2 separate regions of the Astyanax mexicanus genome follow, and region 1 is linked to region 2. The links are chromatin contacts, called in public Hi-C maps. All regions are on one chromosome and are shown on one strand. The core of a region is the stretch at or near the end of the contact, and the rest is flanking DNA. Distances in the headings are between cores, read along the strand shown. Region 1 holds the start of egr1 (early growth response 1). Region 2 has its middle 43 kb from the start of egr1.

Region 1 (6,200 bases), core at 890-3,389, 42 kb before region 2:
ACAAGATATGTAAAGAACTAATGGTTAATCACTAGATCGATATACAGAGAGGCAGATAGATAGAGACACAGAGAGATAGACACATAGAGAGATAGACACATAGATAGATAGATAGATAGATAGATAGATAGATAGATAGATAGATAGATAGATAGACTCAACATTTCATTGATCCACAGCTAAATACTTGGTGGCTTCATACCCCTCTAGTAAATGCCTGACTTTAGCTATGGTGTCATACCTGTGCATTTTTCTCAGAATTGCACTGGAATATTGCATTGGAACATTTTTGCTGCAACTAAAGTCATATACCTTGTATTTACATGACTAAGACCAAATTAAACTACTCATTAAATGCATTCTTTGGCACCTTTAGAGCTATAATCACTGTGGCACCCCTAGACACGTCACATGCCTTCAATGGGTCTTTCATCAGTAATATACACTAATACTGAGAATAACTGTTAGTGCTCATGTTCAAAGCAAGCTATAAAATGCATTAATTACTTACTAATTAAATATTAGAATAATTTCTAATTCTGGAATTTGGATAATAATTTATATTTTTGGATTGAGTGAGCTATATATTCTGATCAGTAAAACAAAAGAGGTTTGAAATAAGTAACTTGACTTGTAATGAACATAAAATATGACATTATTAAATTTAAATTATTGTTATTTTTGTCAGCAGTGAGTGTGATTGCAAGTAGCTGAATGCATTCAGTAGCAGGGATGTCCACAAACGTATGGGGTAGACAGACAGACAGACAGATATACAGTCAGACATCACTATACTATATATGTGTTAAAGTCTGATATATCTGACAGATCCCAGCACAGCCCTCTGTTCTGATTCCTGCAGAGTGAAGCTGCCGCGGGTGAGCATCTCTTCAGTAATCAGATCTGGGATTAGAGATTATATAAAAAGTGAGAGCCCGAGAGAGAGAGAGAGAGAGAGAGAGAGCGCTGGAGAAGCGGAGTTATGAGGGAGGAGGAGGGCAGTGTTCAATCAGCACTGTGCACTGTGGACTTCCACACAAACAGCAGCAGCAACAGCGCGAGCTGTCCCCGCTGCAGCCCAGTTCTCCCACACACACAAACAAACACACACTTTATCTAAACCCTACTTTAAATGCCTCTATGCGGTCGTTTAAGCGCAATCTAGCTAAAAAAAGAGGCACAACGTTTGAAAAATAGTAAATAGATCAATAAAAAGCGCGCGAATCCGCTGAAAACAGCGAACGCGGGGGAGACCGCAGCGCGCGAGAGGGTCCCGGTCCTACCGCTCGAGCGAGCAGAGCGGCAGGGCTGGAGGGCGCGAAGTCGCTGGAAGTGTGTGTGTGTATGTTTGAAAGAGAGAGAGAGAGAGAGAGAGAGAGAGAGAGATAGAGAGAGAGAGAGAGAGAGAGAGTGCCTGTGTGTGTGTGTAAAGTGAAAGTGCAGACTACGAGGTAGAAAGAATAAAGGAGGGAGAAATGAACTGCGAGAAGAGAAAAGAGAGAAAAGTTGCCTCATAAATCTGCAGTTCGGGGCTCGGTCGCGCTGCTCTGCTGACATTCGGGTGATTGTGTTGATCGCCGGACTTCAGTTTGCGCCCCAAACCCGCCAGGAAGCTCCAAATAAGGGCAGGGAAGTGGAAACCCACCGGATGCTCTCCTTACTTAGTCATGACCTTATATGGCGTGGCGGAGCGAGGGGGCTTCCGGCCGGGCTCTGCTCTGCTGCTACAGCGGGGACGGGAAACCCGAGCGCGCGCTGCCGAGCCGGGGCTGAGAGCGAGAGGGGGGGGGGGGGGGGGGGGGGGGGGGGTCTGAGAGAAAATAAAACCACATAAATAAATAAAAGAACAAGAACTTCTCTCAGCACCATCGATCTGCACTGGAGGAGGAGGTGGAGGACGCTCGGGCTTCTCCTCTCCGTTTATTGCACAGACTTTAAGGCTAAAGCTCACTCAGTTTGCTTTCTTTTACCCCCCCCCCCTCCTCCTCTCCTCTCCTCCTCCCCTCCTCTCCTCTTCCCCTCCCCTCCAGGCAAACGTCATGTGTCTTCCACTGCAGTGCCTAAATATGGTCCTTCCTCCAGTCCATATATGGACATCTACGTCACAGACAAGAGGGTATATATAAAGGACTGGGAACCTCTGAGCAGAGCAAGAGCAGAGAACCCAAGCGACTCAACATCAAGGCTAGACAGCAGATAATATACATTAGGCAGTAGGCAACCCACTGCGATATAGCATACACACACACACACCTACACACACATACAAACCGAACTCAACTCAAGTGAACTCAACTCAAAAACAACAAGTAATCACCTTGAAAAAAAAGGCTGATAAGAACTTGACTGGACCAAAACAAGCAACAAATACTAACAGGGTCCACAGTCAAAAAATTCAACTCTGAACTATTGACAACTCCGGCTACCGCGACTCTTAGGGAATGGTCAGCACCGGCACACCTTGATTTATTCTCAGTCATTGGTTCTGAGAAAAGAAGAGAAGTGGATGTTCATACTTTTCTGGACCGAGACGAGCCTTCCTGGAGCCTGCAAGCTCTAGAAGAGACAGTGAGGAGAGATAGGAGGAGGAGAAGAAGAACAACAACAAGAAAAAGAAGAGGCGATCACAGCATCTTCCTTTTCGTTCGTTCTCATCCCACAGGGGCTTGCTGGGGATCTCTCTCTCTCTCCACCTCTCTGCACTCGTTCACTGTTCTGCACTCAGACTCTGCACACAGACTCCACAGAGATGGCTGCAGCCAAGACAGAGCTCCTGCCTGCCCTGCAGATCTCGGACCCCCTGAGCTTCCCCCACTCGCCCATGGATAGCTACCCTAAGCTGGAGGAGATGATCATGCTCAACTCGGCGGGGACCCCCTTCCTCAACGCCTCCGTGCCTGAGGGCACATGCTTCAGCGGGGAAGCGGGGGAGCAGTACGACCACCTGACTGGAGGTAAGGGCTGGAACTTACTTGATGATGTGTTCTTGCTGAAAGTGTTTTTGTATTTGTGCAGATTTGTTTAAATGCAACCAGGGTGCATGGCTTTAAAGTGAAGAAAATTGTGGCTTAATTGCTTGGGTGCTTGGAACTTATAATTGATTGACTTGACTGTAAAAAAAAAAAGAAATCAATGAGTGCATCATTAATTCAAGCATGCATTTAATGCACCTATATATTCTAATAACAGTATTTGTATATGATCTGACTGATTGAGTACTTTAAAATAACAATGTGTATTCATTCTTAATTCTAAATTGGTAAAGAATGTCTCAGAATCACAACAGTCTTAAAAGGTATGCATTAAAGCATCAAATGTGCATTGACAGCAGTCATCTAAAATGTGCAGGCACACTTAATATAAATAGCATTTTCAAGTCAGCTAAATTGCAGATTGAATGATCAGCTGTCATGTATCTATTAGTCATGTAATGGAAATTAAGACCTGTGAGAGTGGAGAGAGTTGAGGAGAGCAGGAATGCAAATGGCTTAGCTTGCGCTGGCTTGAACGCTTGTCTCTGAGGGAGATCAGCAAACGTGCGTATGTTAGAGGAAGATCAGCAGCATGTGTGTGTGTGCGAGAGTGTGTGTGTAGAGTGTGTTTGGGGGGGGTGGTGGTTAAGGGGGATTCTCCCGCTTCTCCATCAACACCTGCTGCTTTGTCTGGGAAAATGGGGAAACACAAGCTTTGCTGCCAGCAGGCTCCCTCATCTCAAACACCTCAGGGACCTTTAATGTGCCTTAATGTGACTCAGGGCAGCTGACAAACATCCATCCAACTGGAACATGCTGCTAAACTCTGCCTTCTTGTTGTTTTTTTGTTGCAGACACTATTTCTGAAATTGCCATCAACTGCGAGAAGCTGCCTGAGCAGGGTTACCCCACCCAGAGGCTGCCCCCCATCTCCTACACAGGGCGCTTCACCCTCGAACCTGCCACCAACTGCAGCAACAGCCTATGGGCGGAGCCTCTCTTCAGCCTGGTCAGCGGCTTGGTGGGCATCAACCCACCCCCTGCCTCAATTCCCTCCTCTTCGGCTTCCCTGGCCACTCCTTCTTCGGCCACTTCGTCTTCCACCCCCTCTTCCTCGTCCTCCTCTGCCTCATCTTCTTCCTCATCCTCGACAGCATCTGCGCTGAGCTGCTCTGTCCATCACAGTGAGCCCAACCCCATCTACTCAGCCGCTCCCACCTACTCAAGTGCCAGCCCTGACATCTTCCCTGAGCCAGGCTCTGGCTTCCCCTCGGCAGTGACCAGCAGCTCCTTGCCATACCCACCCCCAGCCTACCCTGGTGGCAAGGCCTGCAGCACCAGCTTTCCTGTGCCCATGATTCCTGACTACCTGTTCCCCCAGCAGCAAGGTGAAATCAGCCTGGTGCCACCTGACCAGAAACCCTTCCAGACACAGGCAGGTCAGCAGCCATCCCTCACGCCACTGTCCACCATCAAAGCCTTTGCCACACAGACTGGCTCACAGGACCTGAAGGGTGTCTACCCATCGCAGCTGATCAAGCCTGGCCGCGTCCGCAAGTATCCCAACAGGCCAAGCAAGACACCCCCTCACGAGCGGCCCTACGCCTGCCCAGTGGAGACGTGCGACCGGCGCTTCTCTCGCTCTGATGAGCTGACACGCCACATTCGCATCCACACAGGCCAGAAGCCCTTCCAGTGCCGCATCTGCATGCGCAACTTCAGTCGCAGTGACCACCTGACAACGCACATTCGCACACACACAGGCGAGAAGCCATTCGCCTGTGAGATCTGCGGCCGCAAGTTCGCCCGCAGTGACGAGCGCAAGCGCCACACCAAGATTCACCTGCGGCAGAAAGACAAGAAGGCAGAGAAGACGGCTGCTGCCGCTGCTGCAGTGGCCCAGAACACCTCAATCACCTCAGTTTCCATCTCAGTCCCCTCACCTGCATCCAGCTACCCTTCTCCCATCGCTTCCTACCCTTCTCCGGTCTCCTCCTTCCCCTCCCCAGTGGCCTCATGCTACTCCTCCCCAGTCCACACCTCCTACCCTTCCCCCTCCATCGCCACCACATACCCCTCAGTCTCCAGCACCTTCCAGACGCAAGTGGCCACCTCCTACCCCTCCTCTGTGGCCAGCAACATCTACAGCTCACCCGTCACCACCCCAATGACCGACATTCAGGCAGCCACGCTCTCCCCACGGACAGCAGACATCTGCTGAGACTCTGCCCCAGTCCTCAAACCTCGGAGAAGCCCCCACTCCTCCATCAACTTCAGCTCCTGTCTGAGAGGGACAGAAAGCGTCATGGACTTGTCAATCCCCCTCTCTGCAAAAAAAGCACTTTTCTCTCTGCACTCTTTGCGAGGTTCAGTTACGCAAACGGTCAAGCACTCAGCAAAGACGTTTGCAGACAAAAAAGGGATGTTTTCTTTGGTCTCGCTCTCTCGCCGCAAAATCCCTTCCGTTTAAACGAGGCATTCAAGACTTTAAGAAGGACAAAAAAGAAGCAACAGGCTTTGGCAAGTTTCTTTGTTTTCCTCTGACTGTACACGTATAGCCGTACAAGCAACGAGCAGAAAGGACTGTATGTTGTAATCTAATGCCTGCAGGTTTCAAGCTCAAACGCCCTCACTAGGCAGGAGTACATTTACAAAAAGACATTTGAGTAATATACATAAGCTATAGTATATGTATATTGTACATGTGCCATGTTTGAGTTTTTTTGTTTTTACTTTTTAGTACCATTGTTGTGAAAATTGATTTGAATATTTGCATTGTATTATTCTAAATTGAGCAGGGCCATATTTTATACATTCTGTAGTACGTAGTGAAAATGCTGTGATAAGTTTTTTGACTTTGTTTGGATAAAAGCACTTAAGTATTCTGACGCATGTGTAAGAGTGATGTTACTTTCTCTTATTTTGTAAATATCATCCACTGGTACTATTCCTCTCTCTCTCTCTCTCTCTCTCTCTCTTAAATCTCAAATGTGACAACAGCAGTCTGTTTAACAGAGGGGGAAAATAATGGAAAAAAAGACAAAAACATCAACAACAGATCTTCAAATTTTTCGGTGCCTTTTGAGAAGCCTTGCAGATGTTTTGACAGATATACGCGAGAGTGGATGCTTTGCATCTAGCCTTAAGGTGTAAGGGATTTTTTTTCTCTTTTATTTTCTTTGTTTGGAAAGTCATTTCAAGGAACGAAGGGAAAGAATACGAGGGCAC
Region 2 (6,231 bases), core at 795-3,294:
CCCACTGCACTGGAAAAAGAAAACAGCACTAGAGCCAAAAAGGCTTAAATTAAAATAGTCCATTTTTACTAATTGTATGTGATATGGAAGACTTTTTTTATGTTTATTTTGGTGTTTTAGGGATGGCTTGTGATGGCTTCCAATCCAATAGACATAAAAAACATAAAACATAAAAAGTTACTTATTTTAGTTAATTGGATTTAATGTAAAAAAAAAAATAATTAATTACACTAAATAGCAATTTACCACATTAACAGCAGTCTATTACATTAAAAAAGCACTTTACTACTTTAAACTACCTCATAAAATGGAATCTACTAGTTAAAGTACTGTACTAACATCCCTCGCTTGTCAGCAACTGTACATTAGCCTTGTAGCTCCAGTGCAAAACTAGCTAAAGAAGCAAACTTTACACAAACAAAGCAAATACATACAGTTAGGCCCATAAGTATTTGGACAGTGATGGACACTATTCATGATTTGGACTCTTCATGCTACCACACTGGATTTAAAATGAAATAAATATAATGTAACTGAAGTGTGGACTATCAGGTTTAATTAAAGGGTTTGAACAAAAATATCCTATAAAGTGTCTAAGAATTATAACTATTTTTCTACAAAGCCTCCTCATTTCAGAATTGGATAAATGAACTCAAAAGCTATTTTATAGGCTGCATGAGCTATTTCCTTATTAATCCATTATCAGTTAAGCAGCTAAAAGGCCTGGAGATGATTCCAGGTGTGGCATTTGCATTTGGAAGATGGAACATGTGGTTAAAGAAGCTTTCAATGGAAGTGAAACAAACCATCATTGGCTGAAAAAAAAATCTATTAGAGAGATAGTGGAAATGTTAGGAGTGGCCAAATCAACATTTTTGTACATTCTGGTAAAAAAGAGTGCAGTGGTGAAATGGGGAACTCAAACAATCCTGGATATCCACAGAAGACAACAGAATCCTTTCCATGATAAAGAAAAAGCCCTTCACAACACCCACCCAAGTGAAGAACACTCTCCAGGAAGTAGGTATATCAGTGTCTCAGTCTACCGTAAATACAGTGGGTTCACCACAAAGTGCAAATCATTAACAGAAAGGCCAAATTAGACTTCAAATCAGACCAAAAAACATCTAAAGGATCCAGCCCTGTTCTGGAACAATGTACTTTGGACATATGAAACTAAGATTAACCTGTACCAGAATGATGGGAAGAAGAAAGTATGAAGAAGGTTTGGAAAAGCTCAACACAATGTTCGCCACATTCTCTGTGAAACATGGTGGTGGTTGCGTAGGCGTGCATGAGTCCAGTGGCACTGGGTCACTATTGTATATTAATGATGTGACATTGTATTGTAAAAGTGATCCAGTTGATTTTTAAAGCACAGAAGTGGAATATTCTGCAGTGGCAGATTTAACCACCAGATTTGAACCTGATGGAGCTAAATTTCAGACAAACTTAAGACAAAACTAAAAGCAAAAAAAGCATCATAAAGGGGGAAACCCAGTGTTTGGTGATGTCCATGGGTTCCAGACTTCATGGATTTTTAACAAAGTATTAAATATTAATATTTTATTTATGCTAAAGTGTATTAGTCCACTGACTTTTGAGCTCCTGATATGAAGAAGCTTTGTAGAAAAATGGTTGTAATTTATAAAAATTTATAAACATTGCATGTTTTTGTTCATATTTTTAAATATTGAGTAAAACCTAATAAAGTCTACACTTCAATAACATAACATCAGCGTTTTATTTTAAATCCATTTTGATGGCATGCAGAGCTCAAAGTGTAAATATTGTGTCAATGTCCAAATACTTATGGGCCTAACTATAGGTCACTGTGGGCTCTTTTGGGTTAAAAAAAGTAAACATTTTTTTACACAATTTTTAAACTGACAGCCTTTTTATATGTGTGTTTATATAAAATAAACACTGAAAAAATGGAGTGGAAGGAAGTATTTTTTTTTTAAATCAGACTCCGGCTGATGTAAAGGGATAAGCTGGGTTTAGCCGAGTCACTGCGAGCCAGAGCAGAGCAGTAGGGCTGGAGTGCAGGGGAGCAGGGAGTGGCTTTGGATTCAAACCCACACACACACACACACACACACACACACGTCCTGCAGTCTGTCGGCAGTCCCGCTGTGTGTCATGTGATCTGGGCTCGGGGAGGAAATGTCTTCTCTCTGGGCCTGCCAGGAAACCTCTCGGCCCATACAAGGCACTTCCTGCCCCGGCACACTCCTTCCTGTCAGCTATGTATGGACTTTCCTGCCCACTCTGGCTTTCTCTCCCTCCCTCTCTCCCTCTTTCTCTCTCTCTCTCCTGCTCTTGGTGTTGGCTGCCTGCCCTGGCAAACTGGCTGGGTAAAATCCTTTCTCTCACTGGCTGTTGCTTTTTTTCTTTCTGTGTGTGTGTGTGTGTATGTGTGTGTGAGCGTGTGAATACGTGTGTGTGTGTATGTGTGTGTGTGTAAAGCAGGCCAGAGGTTTCTGATTACAGATTGCTGCTGTGTAAGGGAATGGCAGTCATGTGTGTGTGAAAGAGAGTACGTGTTTTTGAACATTTTAAGGGCAGAACTTAAAAATCTTTTGGTCTCTGAAAAACCAAAGAAAAGCAGATCTTGTGTCTAAAAATGTACATTAGAGAAAATTAGTTAATTAGTTCAAAATTAGTACATTAATTCATTTGATTTAAACAGAGCAGCCAAAAAAACATTGAGGCCAGTTTTACAGCGAGGATCTTAAAAGTCTTATTACATACAAGAGAGACTGATCCACAGAGAGGGATTAAGCCTGGACTAGGATTATTATGCGTGATTCTGAATGACGATATTTCCACTGAAAAAAATAATAGTAGTCCACGACTAGACGCCATCTAATACTTACATATTCTCACTCTCTATTTTTGCCATTGTACACTTTATACATATTTTAACTATTTGTTTGTGTATTTTTTTTATATTTTCACCCATTGTTCTCCATAATTAGCTTAGATTTGCTCACTTATTAGCACGTCAATGCTCATGCAGACACTAGGAGGGTGAGAACAAGCTCAGGCCTCCTCTGGTACATGTGAATTCAGTCACCAGCTTTTGATCAATGCAGCATTAGCAAGCAGCCATATAAAGCTGCCATATAAATGTCTATATGCTATTACATATATGTACACTCTTTTATTTATATATATATATATATATACATATACACTCTTTTTCTTTTAATCATTTGCTTATTGATTTTTTTTTCCAAGAAATAAAAGGTCTAAATCTTTTCTTTTAACCCACCTGAACTAAGCCGAGTGTGACAGATATTAATATGAATTAGCTCATATGTACACACACATGCATATACACATATATATATATATACACATACATATACATACAAGTATTACAAATATTAGTGCCAACAGTAATAATATAACAATTATTCAAATAATAATAGTAATGCATAGTATTCAATAGAATTAATATATAAGTAAAATGTATGAAATAATAAAAACACAAAACAAACAAACAAACAAAAATAATAAATAAAAAACTTAAACCCCTGCATTAAAGAGAATCTGTTCTAAGGTATGTGGGTGGGATGTATTATTACGGGTTACATATAGGGTTGAACATAGTATGTATATAATATATATGGGACATATTGTTATTACATATGAGTATAAACATTTGTATGTTTGTGTGTGTGTGTGAGCATGTGTGTGTGTGTGTGTATGTGTGTGTGTGTGTGTGTTGCTGCTGTCAGTTGTAGGCTAAGGCGTATCTCAGAATGCCTGGATACACCACACTGCTCCTGTGAGTGTAGAGTGACACACCCCCTGCATTCCCTTTCCTTCGCCTGTGAAACCATCTGAGCCAGAATTCTCACACCACACTGCGCTGGAAGCCACATTAGCTTTAGGAAGTGGAAGACGGGATGTTTTATGGTCAGAAATTCAGGGAATGTTTTAGTTGGACATGTTCTGGTTAAAGAAAAAATAATACCCTTTACGTTTCTGACAAATATTCATCATTTTTAGATTAGAATAGAATGGAAAAAAGTGAGAAGCGCAAACTTAAAGCTTGTCAAACTATGTGCAAATCTAATTTCAGGAATTATTTGCTGTTTAATTAATTATAGACTTAATCTTCAGGCCTTACATTCATTATTTACTTTCTTGTGAATGTTTGGTAAGTAAACTGAGTTAAATTAACTCTTTAACTGAACTGAACTCAAAGTTTTAAGGTGATCTGATCTTACCAGTTTTAGCTATAAAACATTCAACTTGAACACACATTCAATATTTATAAGCACATTTACCTCAACACTTTAAAATAAGGCTCCTTTATAAAGGGTTTATGAATAGTTTATAACTGAAATTATAAATGGTTATAAATAAAGTTAAATCTTAATCAGAGTCTAATATTACTATTTTAAACATCTTAATAAGCACTTACAACACATAAATAGAAAGTGAAACTATATTTTTAACATATCCAATAAAATAATATAGAAAGTCAGTTTAGTCATGTAATCATGTAATTAAATAATTATAATTTAATCAATAAAGTTATTAACAAAAATGTAAAAAAAAAAAAAAAAAAAAGACTGATGGAAAAGACAAAGGAAGATAGCCATCTATTAAGATTTTAGGTTTTACAGTATAAATTAATTTGGAATCTCTATTTGGTACACAACACTTGACTATGTGACAATGAATCTTTCTCTGTGGCTAATCAGTGAATATATATATACGATTTAATGTCCAAAATGTCCATTTTAACTTTGCTAGTAGTTGTGGTAAACTACCCATCTATGGTTAGCAATCTTACTGAAGCTCAGTGATTACCTGTTCAGTATGCTGTTGTCTATACCTGACAACCCTGGGTGTGGAAATGGGACTGAGGGAAATGGCGGTGGGCAGATTTAGAGACCACATACTACATGACATACTACACAGTTCAGAAAACAAAATACTGCCTGAAGCTCTGCAGACAAGAGCTGCAAGTGCTTGAACCCAGCATATTTCCAACTTGATCATATAGTACATTCTGATAATGTTAAGAGTTACTATAGAAAATATAATCCTTAATGGTTCTTTAAAGGTACTTCAAATATATATATATATATATATATATTTTAATGGCTTTAAGCAATATCATAAAAGAACCTATTTTGTTTCCCATACAGAAGGTTTGTAAGAGAAGCTTACAAACTCTTTAGCTCTTTAGCGGATTAGAGAGCTTAAGAACATTCTATTACAAACATGGTTCTTCTAATCTATAGCATAGCTCGAAAGCACATTTATTTTTAAGAGTTTGGGCTAAGAAATCGTCACTCTACCACTGTAAGAAACTTTCACTATGATTCAGGGAGAGCTGGTTTGAATCCCGGATCATGCCATCAGCAGCCAGAGTCTGAGATAGATGAGGTAAATGACACTCTCTCCCCACATCACTCCCAGTGTAAATATGGTCAACACAGCAAGAAAAGAAGTAGTGGCTGGCCTCAGATGTTCATATGTATCTGAAGAGGCATACGCTTGTCCTCACCCTTCTAGTATTGGGGGCATTACTAGTGAGGTGGGGGAGTTCATATGAAAGTGGATTGAGTCCAAATTGGTTTGGAAAAAAAATTATAAAATATTTTGTAAATCAATTAAAAATGGTTTGTGGCTGCTTCGCTGCCTGTCATCAATGGAAAAATGAATTCCCAAGTTTCCCAAGACATATTGCAGGAAAATTTAAGACCATCTGTCCACCAACTGAAGCTCGACAGAGGATGGATGATGCAACAGGACAACGCCCCAAAGTAAACGACCCAGAAGTAAATCAACAACCAAATGGTTTCAACAGAAGAAAATACGCCTTCTGGAGAGTCCTGACCTCAACCCAATTGAGATGCTGTGGCGTCATGACCTCCAGAGAGAGACTCACACCAGATATCCCAAGAATATTGCTCAACTGAAGCAGTTTTGCGAAGAGAAATGACTGTTGTGCAGGTCTGATCTGCAACTACAGGAAACATTTGGTTGAGGTTTTTGCTGCCAAAGGAGGATCAACCAGTTATTAAATCCAAAGATTCACATACTCTTTATTTCACCCTGCACTGTGAATGTTAACATGTTGTGTTCAATGCAAACGCATGATTTTTGTGTGGTATTAGTTTAAGCGGACTGTGTTGGTCTATTGTTGGGACTTCAATCAGAAAATCAGAACACATTTAACAACCAATTTATGTAGGAATCCAA

Evidence for each region. Hi-C and Micro-C count contacts between places; a contact is called where the count stands out from the background.
Region 1: a Hi-C map of muscle shows a contact between it and region 2, with 7 times the contacts expected there. The contact joins the promoter of egr1 here to the enhancer-like site in region 2. A contact is called at or near these places in 2 of 3 Hi-C or Micro-C datasets (both in muscle).

The regions. Positions count from the first base shown.
Region 1 is chr10:22,524,526-22,530,725 of AstMex3_surface, reverse strand. It overlaps egr1 (early growth response 1), which reads left to right and starts at 2,139. Exons shown (of 2, transcript XM_015601221.3): 1 at 2,139-2,954; 2 at 3,827-6,200. The coding sequence starts at 2,750. The coding sequence ends at 5,193.
Region 2 is chr10:22,482,129-22,488,359 of AstMex3_surface, reverse strand. No RefSeq gene overlaps it. Among protein-coding and RNA genes, the nearest start is that of egr1, 43 kb to the left of the region's middle. Within about 2 kb of position 2,044, the one cell type or tissue checked has an H3K27ac peak away from gene starts, as active enhancers do.